2 separate regions of the Danio rerio genome follow, and region 1 is linked to region 2. Evidence: chromatin contacts called from public Micro-C data. All regions are on one chromosome and are shown on one strand. Each heading gives the region's core, a stretch centred on a gene start, on an enhancer-like site or on the middle of the called end of the contact. The rest is flanking DNA. Distances are from core to core; before and after follow the strand shown. Region 1 holds the start of dnajc14 (DnaJ (Hsp40) homolog, subfamily C, member 14). Region 2 holds the start of tp53rk (TP53 regulating kinase).

Evidence for each region. Hi-C and Micro-C count contacts between places; a contact is called where the count stands out from the background.
Region 1: a contact with region 2 is called in a Micro-C map of caudal fin, with 2.9 times the contacts expected there. The contact joins the promoter of dnajc14 here to the promoter of tp53rk in region 2. A contact is called at or near these places in 2 of 18 Hi-C or Micro-C datasets (caudal fin and hematopoietic stem cells).

What each region holds. Positions count from the first base shown.
Region 1 is chr11:2,641,625-2,647,830 of GRCz12tu, forward strand. It overlaps dnajc14 (DnaJ (Hsp40) homolog, subfamily C, member 14), which reads left to right and starts at 2,704. Exons shown (of 9, transcript XM_073916240.1): 1 at 2,704-3,028.
Region 2 is chr11:2,493,190-2,499,345 of GRCz12tu, forward strand. It overlaps tp53rk (TP53 regulating kinase), which reads left to right and starts at 2,620. Exons shown (of 2, transcript NM_001020550.2): 1 at 2,620-2,905. The coding sequence starts at 2,677. It overlaps slc2a10 (solute carrier family 2 member 10), which reads right to left and starts at 655. Exons shown (of 5, transcript NM_001111163.1): 1 at 576-655. The coding sequence starts at 579.

The DNA of each region.
Region 1 (6,206 bases), core at 1,454-3,953, 150 kb after region 2:
TAGATAGATAGATAGATAGATAGATAGATAGATAGATAGATAGATAGATAGATAGATAGATAGATAGATAGATAGATAGATAGATAGATAGATAGATAGATAGATAGACAGAAAGAAAGAAAATAAGCTGCCAGAGAATGTCAGACAGACAGACAGACAGACAGACAGACAGACAGACAGACAGACAGACAGACAGACAGACAGACAGATAGATAGATAGATAGATAGATAGATAGATAGATAGATAGATAGATAGATATACCTCCATAGCCTTGTCTCACTATTCCTGTGTTGTACTTTTTTAATTGTTTACTTCAAGATTATAAAATAATCACTCACTGAAATCACTGAAACAACAGCGCCACCTGGAGGACCACGCACTTTACACTGATTTATAAATGTTTGCTCTACTTTAATGTGGAACAATGGCATTCACCCAGTGCTGTGACAAAAAAAGAAAATAAAAACATTACATTGCATTAAATGATGGTTTCATAACATCACAATTAGCTTGAATAAACTTTACCACAATAACCACTAACACTGATAAGCAGAATTTTTAAACAATTATAAATGTATTATCTAAGTGCTGACCCTACTGAAAAATCCAGCTTAAACCAGCCTAAGCTGGTTGGTTATTTTTAGCTGGTTGACCAGGATGGTTTAAGAGGGGTTTTGGCCATTTCCAGGCTGGTTCCCAGCCATTTCCAGCCTGGTCTTAACTGGTCAGGCTGGGAGATGACCAACTAAAACCAGCTTGACCAGCCTAGCCAGGCGGAGAGCCCAGCCAAAACCAGCCATGTCCAGCTTAAACCAGGCTGGTCAAGCTGATTTTAGCTGGATTTAGCTGGTCATTTACCAGCCTGACAAGCTAAGACCAGGCTGGACATGGCTGGAAACCAGCCTGGAAATGGCCAAAACCCCTCCAAAACCAGCCTGGTCGATCAGCTACAACCAGCCTAGGCTGGTTTAAGCTGGGTTTTTCTGCAGGGGAAGGAGCAGATGACATCTTTAATCACAATTAAGTGAATTATTATGGATTATTTATTGAATAATTAATTATTTTCACATAACAGTTCAGGGTTAACAGAGACCTCTGATGATGGACAAAATGTTACCTTCCACTAAAAGCAGTCAACAATGCAACCACTTTAAAGAGTAAAGCAAACCCGTTTAAAAGCTTTAAAGTTGATCCGTGTCTGAGGTTCGTAATAGCATAATACTACCCTGCGTTGAATTAGCATGCTTCTGACACAAATTAGCATAATGTTAACATGATTCTATTATGATTTAGCACATTGTTAGCATGATTCTAGCATAAATTAGCATGTTGTTTGCATGTTTCTAGCATGATTCAGCATGTTACTAACATGATTCTAGCATGCATTAGCATGTTACTAACATTGCTAGTATAACTTAGCATGATTCTAGCATGAATTAGCATGAATTAACATGATTCTTGCATAAATTAGCATGTTACTATGTTTCCGGTATAAATTACCATGGTACTAGCATTATTCTAGTATGAATTAGCATATTGTTGACATAATTCTAGCATGAATTCGCATGTTATTAGAATGATTCCGGCATGAATTATGTTACTAGCATGATTCTAACCTGGATTAGTATGTTACTAGCGTGTTTCTAACATGAATTAGCATGTTGTTATTATGATTCTAACATGAATTACCATGTTACTAGCATGATTCTAACCTGGATTAGCATGTTACTAGCATGATTCTAGCGTGTTACTAGCATGATTCTAGCATGAATCAGATTGTTTCTAGCTTGAATTAGTATGTTGTTAGCATGAATTAGCATGTGTTAGCATGACTAGTATTTCACTAGTGTGTTGCTAGCATGTTTCTAGCACGATTAGTGTGTCAGTAAGATTTTAAAACTATTAGCATGTGTCAGAATAGCTAGTAACAGTCTATGAGACAGTTGCTAGGGTGCTGAAACTGGTTGCTAGGGGGTGGCTTGTAAGTGTAAATGTCATCAGTGATTGGCTGCTGGCTAGACAGTGTTGAATGAGGCCAGACTCTAGTCTGTAGGATAGTCTGATGCAGAGATATGAGCTCACAAATGTTAAATCAATGGGACTTTTGGGAATTTTCTAGGTCGTTTTTCGGAAAACCGAAAGTCGGATCAGTTAGAAAAGACATAACAACCTGAGTCAGATCATTTTTAAGGTTTGACGAAAGTTTAAAGTATGTAGCTTGAAAGGCTTAGGAGGAGATACACTTGAAAAATCTTCAGAAGACGGAAGAAGTTTATGTAGAATTTCAGCAAAGAATCACCTAGAGGCGACACTCTAGTGCAATACGGTAAACAGCCACTAGATGGCGCGGCGGCCATTTTGGAATGAAAACTCCAATGGAATAACAGCATATTATAAGTCTGTAAAATAAACTATTAAAAGTGCTGATGATTGTGATAGCAAGTGTTGTTTTGTCATCTTTCAGGTTGTATCTCAGCCTTGATGCACTTTTTACATAATTAATAAAAAACAAAGCGGCTGCTTGCCATCGCAACAGCAACAAGATCCAATGGACAGCCGATCGCTTTCACTCCTAAATGGCGGAATCCGGGGCTGTTGCTGGGCGCTCGCCTCTAGGTCATTCTAAGCTCTTTGATGACAGAAAAGATGACTTAAACGGAAGTGACGTTCCCGCGCTGCTGCTGCTGTACCCGGAAGTGAACAGGAATGGAGAGAGAAGGACAGTGAAAGCAGCTAAAGATAGGCGAGAAGACGGACTGAGCTGCTTTAAACTCGTTTTACACCCGAGATCAGCTGTACCGCCTGTACGCCGTTCGTTTACCGTAATGCTGCAGCAACGCTAGCGGTTGCAGCTTCTCTGTTAGCATATCCGCTAAAGCAACACAGCACCGCAAATGAAGAGATTAAACACATATAAAGACAATAAGACATAAACACTGAGGAGAAACACAAGCTGTGTCTGTAAAGCATCTGTTGGCAGCAGCTGGAGAGTCGATGCTAATGCACTTTATCAGGACGGAGAGTTCAGTAAGTTACATGTGATGTTTACATGTTTACATTCATTCTTCCCTCGTGGCTCTGATCTGAGAACTGCTTGAAAAGCGTTATTAAATGCTACGATATGAGTTTTGTTTATGTAGTGTTAGCTGTGTGACTCAAAGCGTTAAGTTCTGCTAATTTACTAGCATTACCAGTCGTGTGTTTAATTTTGAGTCAGTCAACAACAAGCTAACTTAACGTCAAAGAAAGCTGCTAAAACAATAGAGGTTACGTTATTTTTATAGTAGGATATTCAGACATTCTCCTTAATAATATCATTTCAAAAAAGTATTATTTGCAAATTCTAAATGGGGAAATCATATTAGCAGCAAATGGCTATCAAAGTGCATCATTGTTCACAGTGAATTAGGGCTGTGTATTGGCAAGTGCCTCACGATATGATACATGTCACGACACAATATATCACGATATGTTATAGAGGTAAAGTGGGTTTTATATTCGCACATTCCTTCATTTAGTCTCTATATTGTTTTATATTAGTTTTGTGCGTGTTTTTTATGTGTGTTTTCCAAAGTTATGTGCATCATGAGGTTTCCATCAATCGCTTTTATGAGCATCTCCAAAATGAGCATTAAAATCGGTGGGTGGAAACTTCGTCTTTAAAAAAGGGGAGGAGACTGACAGAAACTCTGAGTTTAGAGAATAAAAACTGCTCCTGACCAGGTTAGGTTCACAGAGTAAGTTGCCACGGTAACTTACTCTGAGTTAAAGTTACCTCTCGTTCAGAAACAGGTTTGACTCACCCTGCTTTCTCCAGTTTAACAAACCTGCCATTTTGAAACGGAAAACCCTGAGTTTCTCTTATTTCAGGGTTAAAATACTCTGAGTTTTCACTTAACCTCCTTTCTGAAACAGGCCCACGATATGATACATGTCATGATACAATATATCACGATATATTGTAGAGGTACAGTTGGTTTTATATTCAGACATTTGTTCATTTAGAAGTCTCTATATTGTTTACCATCTTACTTTGAATATTCGATCGGAATTAGCATGCAAGTATGACTTGAAAACAACATTAACACTGCTTATTTGACTGTGAACAATGATGTACTTTGATAGTCATTGGCTGCTAATATGATTTCACTATTTAGAGTTTGCGAAAAATACTTCTATGTTGTGGCAACTACACTGAAAAACCTGTAGAAATATCTTGCACGCGAAAATGTTACAAATAAATTGCAAGCAACACATTCATTTTAAGAAATAATGTCCAGAAGAAATGTAGAACAGAAAAATAACCTGGAAAATGTTTGAAAAAGAGTAAAACATGTACAGGAGGGATAAACCCTTTGTCTTCAACTGTATAAAATGATTTATTTACAAGCAATAAACTTTATTTATTCAATTGAATAAAACAATTAAATTATTCTTGTGCGGTATTGTGCAATATTACACGTTGAACCTGGCTGGATGGATGTATTGTTCATGCTGGAGTCTGATAAGACATAATTTATTTGGTTATAACCCTCACAGTGCATCATGGGTATTCTCAAGCCTTTAGGTGTTATTGCAGTGCATTTGATTAAGTACACTTGATAAGGTCCACTATGGTTTTGAACAGCAGTAACACATGCTCTGTCATTTATGTCAGACTTTTTAAACTCAATTTCTGCAGTTTAGTTTGAACCTGATTTGAAGTATTTACACGCTTATAATTAAGTTATACTTTGTTAAATTGTGTTAATTCATTGTTTTGAAGGGGACTTGTTAGGCAAACATCACTTTTATAAGGGGTTTAAACCAAGCGGCAACCTCCCGCTCTCCCTCAGGAAGCCAATACAGAAGTAACTAAAACTGCAATTCATTCGAAATTCCGCTAGTCCTGGCCGCTCCTGGCTCCAAAACAGAGCAAATTTCAATTGAGCCCACTGTTAGAATGGCCAACTTTACAGCAGAAAAAACGGTGTTTACAGCCTGGTACAAAAAAAGATTTTGGTTAATACAGCTAATATTACCCTTCATGACAACTGTTAGGGGGGTGAATTCTTTTATAACTCATCCGTTTCCTTTATATTAAGTTATATTAAGTTTACATAATTAAGGGCGTGGCCACTTGAGTGACAGCTAGGTCTCGTTGGTCGCCGTCACGTCACCTCAGCTGAATCCTGCAGATTAGTCACTGAACTCGGCATATTTATCGTATTTCTGTGTTGTTTTATGTGGCTTCACACAGTCAACTGCCTTTTGGACTTGTTTCCTACAATTATTAGATGGCATGGCATGCTGAGTGCACTTAATTGTGCTCACAAACCATTCACGTGGCCTTCGTTTCACATGTGAGTAAAGTTATATACTTGTATACAATCTCTATACATGTATTTGTTTTATTTAAGATCATTTATCGTTTATATTTATATTTAGAGCTGTAATGCACTCCAGAATCTGATGGATTGATTAGCTGTAGGCTCTAGAACCGTCATCTGAAGCGTTATCATACAGTGTTATGCTGGATTTCATCAATAGTCTTACATTAACTTATACAGACTATATCTGAAGTGTTTGTAAGTAATTCGCGTTTTCCTCCTGTTGAAAAACGTCATAAGAACAATGTTTAGTGGCTCAATGTATTACAGCAGTGTTTTTAAAAGTTTAAACACTTTATTGATATAATGTACAACCAAGCACAAGTGATCTGAATACAAACGAGTCGCAGGTGATAAAGTATTGAGCGTTCTCCCAAAGTAAAGTGTGTCTGAACCAGGTCCAAGCTAAATGCCAGCAGGTGTCTGTAGCTCTGCTCACTCTCCGCCTCTTTGCCCTTGTTTGGTATCCCGCCGTGGGTTTGATGACGCGCGAACAAAATAGCAACGGTTGTCCGCATCTACTTGTGGCTTCTTTTGCGCTCTTTAGAAACCTATAGGTGACGTCACGGATACTACGTCCATATATTTTACAGTCTATGGTTTAAACAGTCTTGTGGCAACAGTGTGCGAATTTAACCAGCTTCTAATGGTCTAAATAAATGTATTGATTGACATTCTCCCTTTGTATGTGTCATTCAAAGGTGGAAATCCCCGCCCACTAGTGACCATCTTTCCCTCATTAACAATGGACATCAGTCTTGTTTTTGAATCTGCCACTATGCTGACACACAGGCATCTGTAGCTCCGGCCTCTTGAAAAGAGCACAATCTCATATG
Region 2 (6,156 bases), core at 1,370-3,869:
ATTCTGAATAATAAATAATTTTGAAAGCAATTCTATAAAAATATACTTCACATTTTAATATAATTTGAAATATAATGCATGTAAGTGTTACTTTAAATATGTACTAACATAAATATTAATGGAATTATTAAACAAAACTAGCCTTAAAGGGACAGTTCAACCAAAAATGTAAATTCTGTCCTCTTTTACTTGTTTCAAAACATTTATTTTGACAATTGTTTCTTCTGTTAAACACAAAAGAAGATATTTTGCAGAAAACTGAAAAAAAAAAACTGTAACCATTGACTTTCATAGTATTTGTTTTTCCTACTATGGAAGTCAATGGTTGCAGGTTTTCAGCTTCAAAATAACTACATTTATGTTCAACATAATAATAAAACTCGTTAACCATTTGAGAGAGTAAATAGTGAGTAACTTTTTGTTTTGGAGTGAACTATCCCTTTAAAAACAACGTCCAGAGAACCAAAAACTAACTTTCCCATAACGTTCTGGAAACCAAAAGTCGTTAGCGAAGTTACACCGCTTTACTTTTTGTTAAATAACACTAGAGAACACAAAACAAAAGTCCAACTTACCCATTTTGATGAGAATTTAAAGATGCTGCTTCATCAAATACGAAACAAGTCTGCCTCGTCGGCGAACATCATCTATTATTATCATAACAAACACACAGAGAGTGAATGAAACCGAACTGAAGCTCAGTCTGGTCTGTAATCAGTGTCGGGCTGTCGCCATGACGACTGTGATTCAATCAGATGAGGAGCTCTTGAAAGCGCTTCTCATTAGCTAAAAATATCCCCGAGTTCGTGTTTATGTGTTTTTACCTCCAGTGCTGACCCTGGAGATCTTGTTTGTAGAGTTTATAGAGTCCATTTGTAGCTGGACAGTTATCTCAAGTCTGTTAAGGAGCGAGGATAAAAACAAAAGACGAAAGGCGGAGGTAGAACTAAAAGTAGCTCAACCGCTAACTCACATTTCAGCACATCAGCAGATGTTTCATCCCGATATCAAACTGGACATCGCTGAAGATAAAACATAGTCAGAGTTTATAATAGAAAAGCTTCTGTATCCGGGGTTTACATCAGTCTTTTGTTGTTGGAAAGTTCGCTGGAAGTTTCTCCTGTTCATCTGAGGAAGTGCAACTGCAGCAGCGACGTGGCAGGAGCTGTGAACTCTACAGTATGAGCTCTACTGGGACAAAGACCTACTGCACTTATCACATCTGCCATAACGCGTCATTATTATATTATATTATATTATATTATATTATATTATATTATATCATATTATATTATATTATATTATATTATACAATATAATATAATACATTGAAGTTCTGTACTTAACATGACTGGCATAATGCGTCAATATAATATTATATAATATAATACTACTTAATATAATATAGTATAATATAATAAAATGTAATGTAATATAAAACCGTATAAAGCAATAAAATAATATAAGAGACATTAGTAAATAGTTCTCATATATTTAATTCTGCCAATACTTTTTGCTTTAGTCTAAAACACTTATTTTTAATTATTTTATATTATTTTCTGAAATATTATGCAGATGTATTTAAAGAAGATCCTCGATTTTAGTTGCTTTTCTTACGGTGATTTGTTTAGGTGTCACTGCAATTTTATGCATTTGTTTATTTTTTTAAAATTTTATTATTATTTTATAATATTTAGTATGATTATTTTATTATTATTAATACTATAATTCTATTCTTTCCCTTTCTGTCTAATGGTATTATTTGTATGTGATTTATATTTTTTCTTATGACTATGAATATTTGTGAGTTTTTTATGATCTGTCTGTGATCCCTTGGACTTAGTTCTGATGTTCTTGTATTGTCAGTTCAAGCAATAATAATAATAATAATATTCATAAGTATGTATGTTCTGTTTATTATTATATTATTATCATTATATTGTCCTATTAATGTTATGTAATGTCACATAATATATATAATATAATAACCAAAAATAAAGTAAAACTAAATAAAGAAATGATCATTTTCACAGTACAAACATAAGATGATATAATATAATACAATAAAATATAACTAAATAAAGATGTTCTGATCATTTTCACAGTTGTTATAATGTATCATAATATAATGTAATATAATAAAAAATAAGAACAGTCAGCATAATGCATTGTTTCTGTAATATGTTTAGTTTTATATTTTCAATAAGATCTTCTTTACTATAGACATTCTTGTTACTAACAAAAATAAGATGATATAATAATATAATATAATATATAATATAATATAAGGAAGTTTTGTTACTTATCCGAGGTGGCATACTGTGTCGTTATATTAGAATAGAATAGAACAGAACAGAATAGAAAGATGTCTGTTTGTTATCACAGCTGACATAATGCTTTACAATATAATAATACAATATACAATTATTTATTTAATAACCGATTAATTGTATTTTTATTAATGTCTAAATTCAACCCTCACAGTAATGTATATGAATTATTGGTGTACACAGTCTCAGTGTCAAAAATTATGCCACATTATGCCTGAGAGCATCCGCAGCTGTATCCCATCCAGACTCACCCCCAGATGTCGCTGTGCGCTCGTGTATCTCATAACAGTAGTAGTAGAAGAAGAGCGCGGCACATGGCAGTCTGTCAGAGGGTTTATTTTGGATCATGGCTCAAACAGACTCAGCAAAAGCGGCTGTCCCGTCCTATTTAAAAGAGGCGCAGATGATTAAACAGGGCGCTGAGGCTCGGGTCTATCGAAGCACGTTTTTGGGGCGCTCTGTGATTATTAAGGAGAGATTTCCCAAGTTATACCGCCATCCGGAAGTGGATGAGAAACTGACGCGCCGCAGAACAACACAGGAGGTGCGCTCCATACTGCGCTGCAGGAGAGCCGGTCAGTGCTGCTCTAAGCACAAACTCTTAATAGTGAAATCATATTAGCAGCCAATGACTAGCAAAGTACTAAATTGTTCACATTGTTAAAAGGAGCTAATGTTGTTTTGAAGTCATTCAGGGTAAGGGGGAGTTACTTTTGGAAGTAATGCATTACAGTATTGAGTTGCTCTCCTGAAAAGTAACTAATTGCGTTACTTATTTGCTATTTCCGGTAAGTAATGTGTTACGTTACTTTTGAGTTTTCTGACCTAGGGTGCGTTTCCCAAACAACGACATAACTCGCGGCTGAACTATCATAGTAAGATGCATCATTTGGGAAAAGAAAGATGTAGTGACGAGAGTTTCCCAAAACCTGTAGTTTCTCTGTCGCAGATCCATCGCTTAAACCACGTTATTTATAATAGAGGTAAAGTTGGTTTTATATTTGGATATTCAGACGTTCTCTTTAATAATATAATGTCAGAAAGGTATTATTTGCAAATTCTAATTAGGGAAATCATATTAGCAGCAAATGACTGTCAAAGTACAGCATTGTTCACAGTAAATTAAATAGTGTTAATGCTGTTGCAGGGGCGGACTGGGACAAAAATTCAGCCCTGGCATTGTAGCCACATTACCACATCGACACAACCCACCCACGGACACAGACATTTACTATATATTTTGGTGTACAGATGGTGAAATAATATGACATTCTTGCTGGATTTGGATTACGTCCGGGTAACCTCGGATTGGGTCGGCCCATCTTGAAATCAGGCGGCCGTCACCAATTGGGCCAAATGCTTAACATTTATAATTATTATTATTATTATTTTTATTATCATCATTATAATATCACATCTAGCAAGACATAAAAGCTGCCTGCATGTAAGAACAATACATATTAAAAAAAAAAAAAAAAAACTGACCGGCCCACATTTAAAAATTAGTCCGGCCCTTCTGGCATTTGCCAGAATTGCCAGATGGCCAGTCCGCCCCTGTGCTGTTTAGTCATACTTGCATGCTAATTCCGATCGAATATTTAACGTTACATAGTAAACAATATAGGGACTGCTAAATGAACGAATGTGCGAATATAACACCAACTTTACCTCTTTAAAGGTTTTGGGGAGAGTTATTACAACCTAACAGTAGGGCTGGGTGATATGTGCAAAATATCATATCCCAGTATTTCTAGGAGGAACGACGGTATACGATATATCCGGTATTTTCCCATAAATGGTCACTTGAGAGTAAAAGCCTTTATTAAAACTTTATTAAACATTCTTTGAGCAAAATATAATTCAAACACAGGGGTTTCCCTCCCTGTTTACAAATAAACAGCTGCACAAAAAAGAACAGCTGCACAAAATCTCTGATAAATAAAAGGCAGTTCAGGGATTTCTCCTGCTTAAAACGACAAGTTGCACAACATTTCAAATTGTAAACAAAATCTTTAATAAATAAAAACAGTACAGGGTTTTTTTCCTGCTTAACACTATTCACAGCACTACTGTGCTGCTGTGCAAATAATAAAGTAAACAGAATTATAGAAAACAGCTATTGTCAGAGCAAAATAGGACACACTTAAATAGTGACACAACAAAAAGTATTGTAGGATAGAAATGAAACACAATGAATGTTAATATGAAACTGTATTTTATGTCACAGTTACAGTGTTGTTATAAGTATTCCTGTATAGCACAGTTGAGTGATTTAAACAACAACTAAATCAGCTGTATGTGTTTTTAGTTACACATTTACATGTATGTATGTATTGTGCACAGTTATTAAACAGTGCACATATCCAAGATATCTAAAGAGAAGTCTTTCACGTCATGTAAAAAATCCTACACTTTTTCTTTTGTTTTGACTAAACTCGTTTTACTAAATATTATAAATAAGGAGATGAAAACGAATAGACTATAGATATGAGAAGTAACAAAATAGTTTCAGAGTACTGTGATGTTAAGCATATAAATAAGCATGTAAACCGTCATTATAACAGAGCAGAACGCGGAGCTAAATGTGTTAAAGTGGAAATGTACAGAAGAGACCGTCGTGTAATAAATCCTGAACTGATAATCAGTGAATATGAGGTGGTTTCACTTTCGAAATGCCCTATAAATTCCTCCCATTTTGGCGCTTTTAGTTCTTTTGAACACATTCAGGTGCTGCATGTCAATTTGACAGGGCGTCTATGTTCGTTCTTGCTGTCAATTGTGGAAGAAATGATCAATAAAAGGTTTCTGATAAACCGCTGTGATGTGCATGCACCTGCCAACACTCCCGTTTTTCCTGGGAATCTCCCATATTTCATACCCATCTTCTGGCCATCTCCCGATTGTTCTCTCTTCTGGAAAACTCCCAGAATTCCACCCCACAAACCCAATGTGCCACCATCTTCATACCTGCTCCAAATCCCCCCATTTTGAACAAATCTTTTATTTGACTCATGGAGTGAATCATTCATTTGCTACCTTGGAGTGATCTGTTTCGTGCAGAATGCGCACGTGTGGCCTCGAACCATATCGATATAAATGATATTGTATAATCTTGCTTCGCGTTAGGGAATCATATCGATATATCCCCAGAACCTGATATATCGCCCAGCCCTACCTAAGACTCCTCCTCCTCCTCACCATTTCTGTTTGTTGTCAAAACTGACAGCTAGAGGGGTGTGGTTAAGTGTGTTAGCCACGCCCAATACTTCAGACAGACCTAGGCTGCGTCCGAAACCGCATACTTCCATACTATATAGTGCGCCAAAATCAGTATGCGAGCCGAGTAGTATGTCCCAATTCATAGAATTCGAAAATTAGTATGCGAGAAGTACCTGGATGACTTACTACTTCCGGCGAGATTCCGGAGTGCGCATCCCATGCATGCTGCGCTATCCCATGATGCCCCGCGAGAGAATTCATGAATGGAAGTAAAGCGACGCAACTGACGCAGGTAGGTCACGTGACCATGACAAAATGGCGGATGTAGTACGTCCGAATTCCATTCATACTTTTCACATTCATACTGTATAGAACGTACTTTTCTAACGGCCGAGTAGTACGTTTAAATTCATATGCAATACCTACTGAGTAGTAGGCGGTTTCGGACGCAGCCCTAATCTGAGAATTAAACTGAAAACAAACAGTAAGTGCATATTCAGATTTCGATGAAAGAATTCAAGAGCAAACTATTTGTATTTGTTCTTAATGGCATGCACAGATGAATTGTTCACCACAATACAATAAGTAACGATGTCTGTTTTGTCCT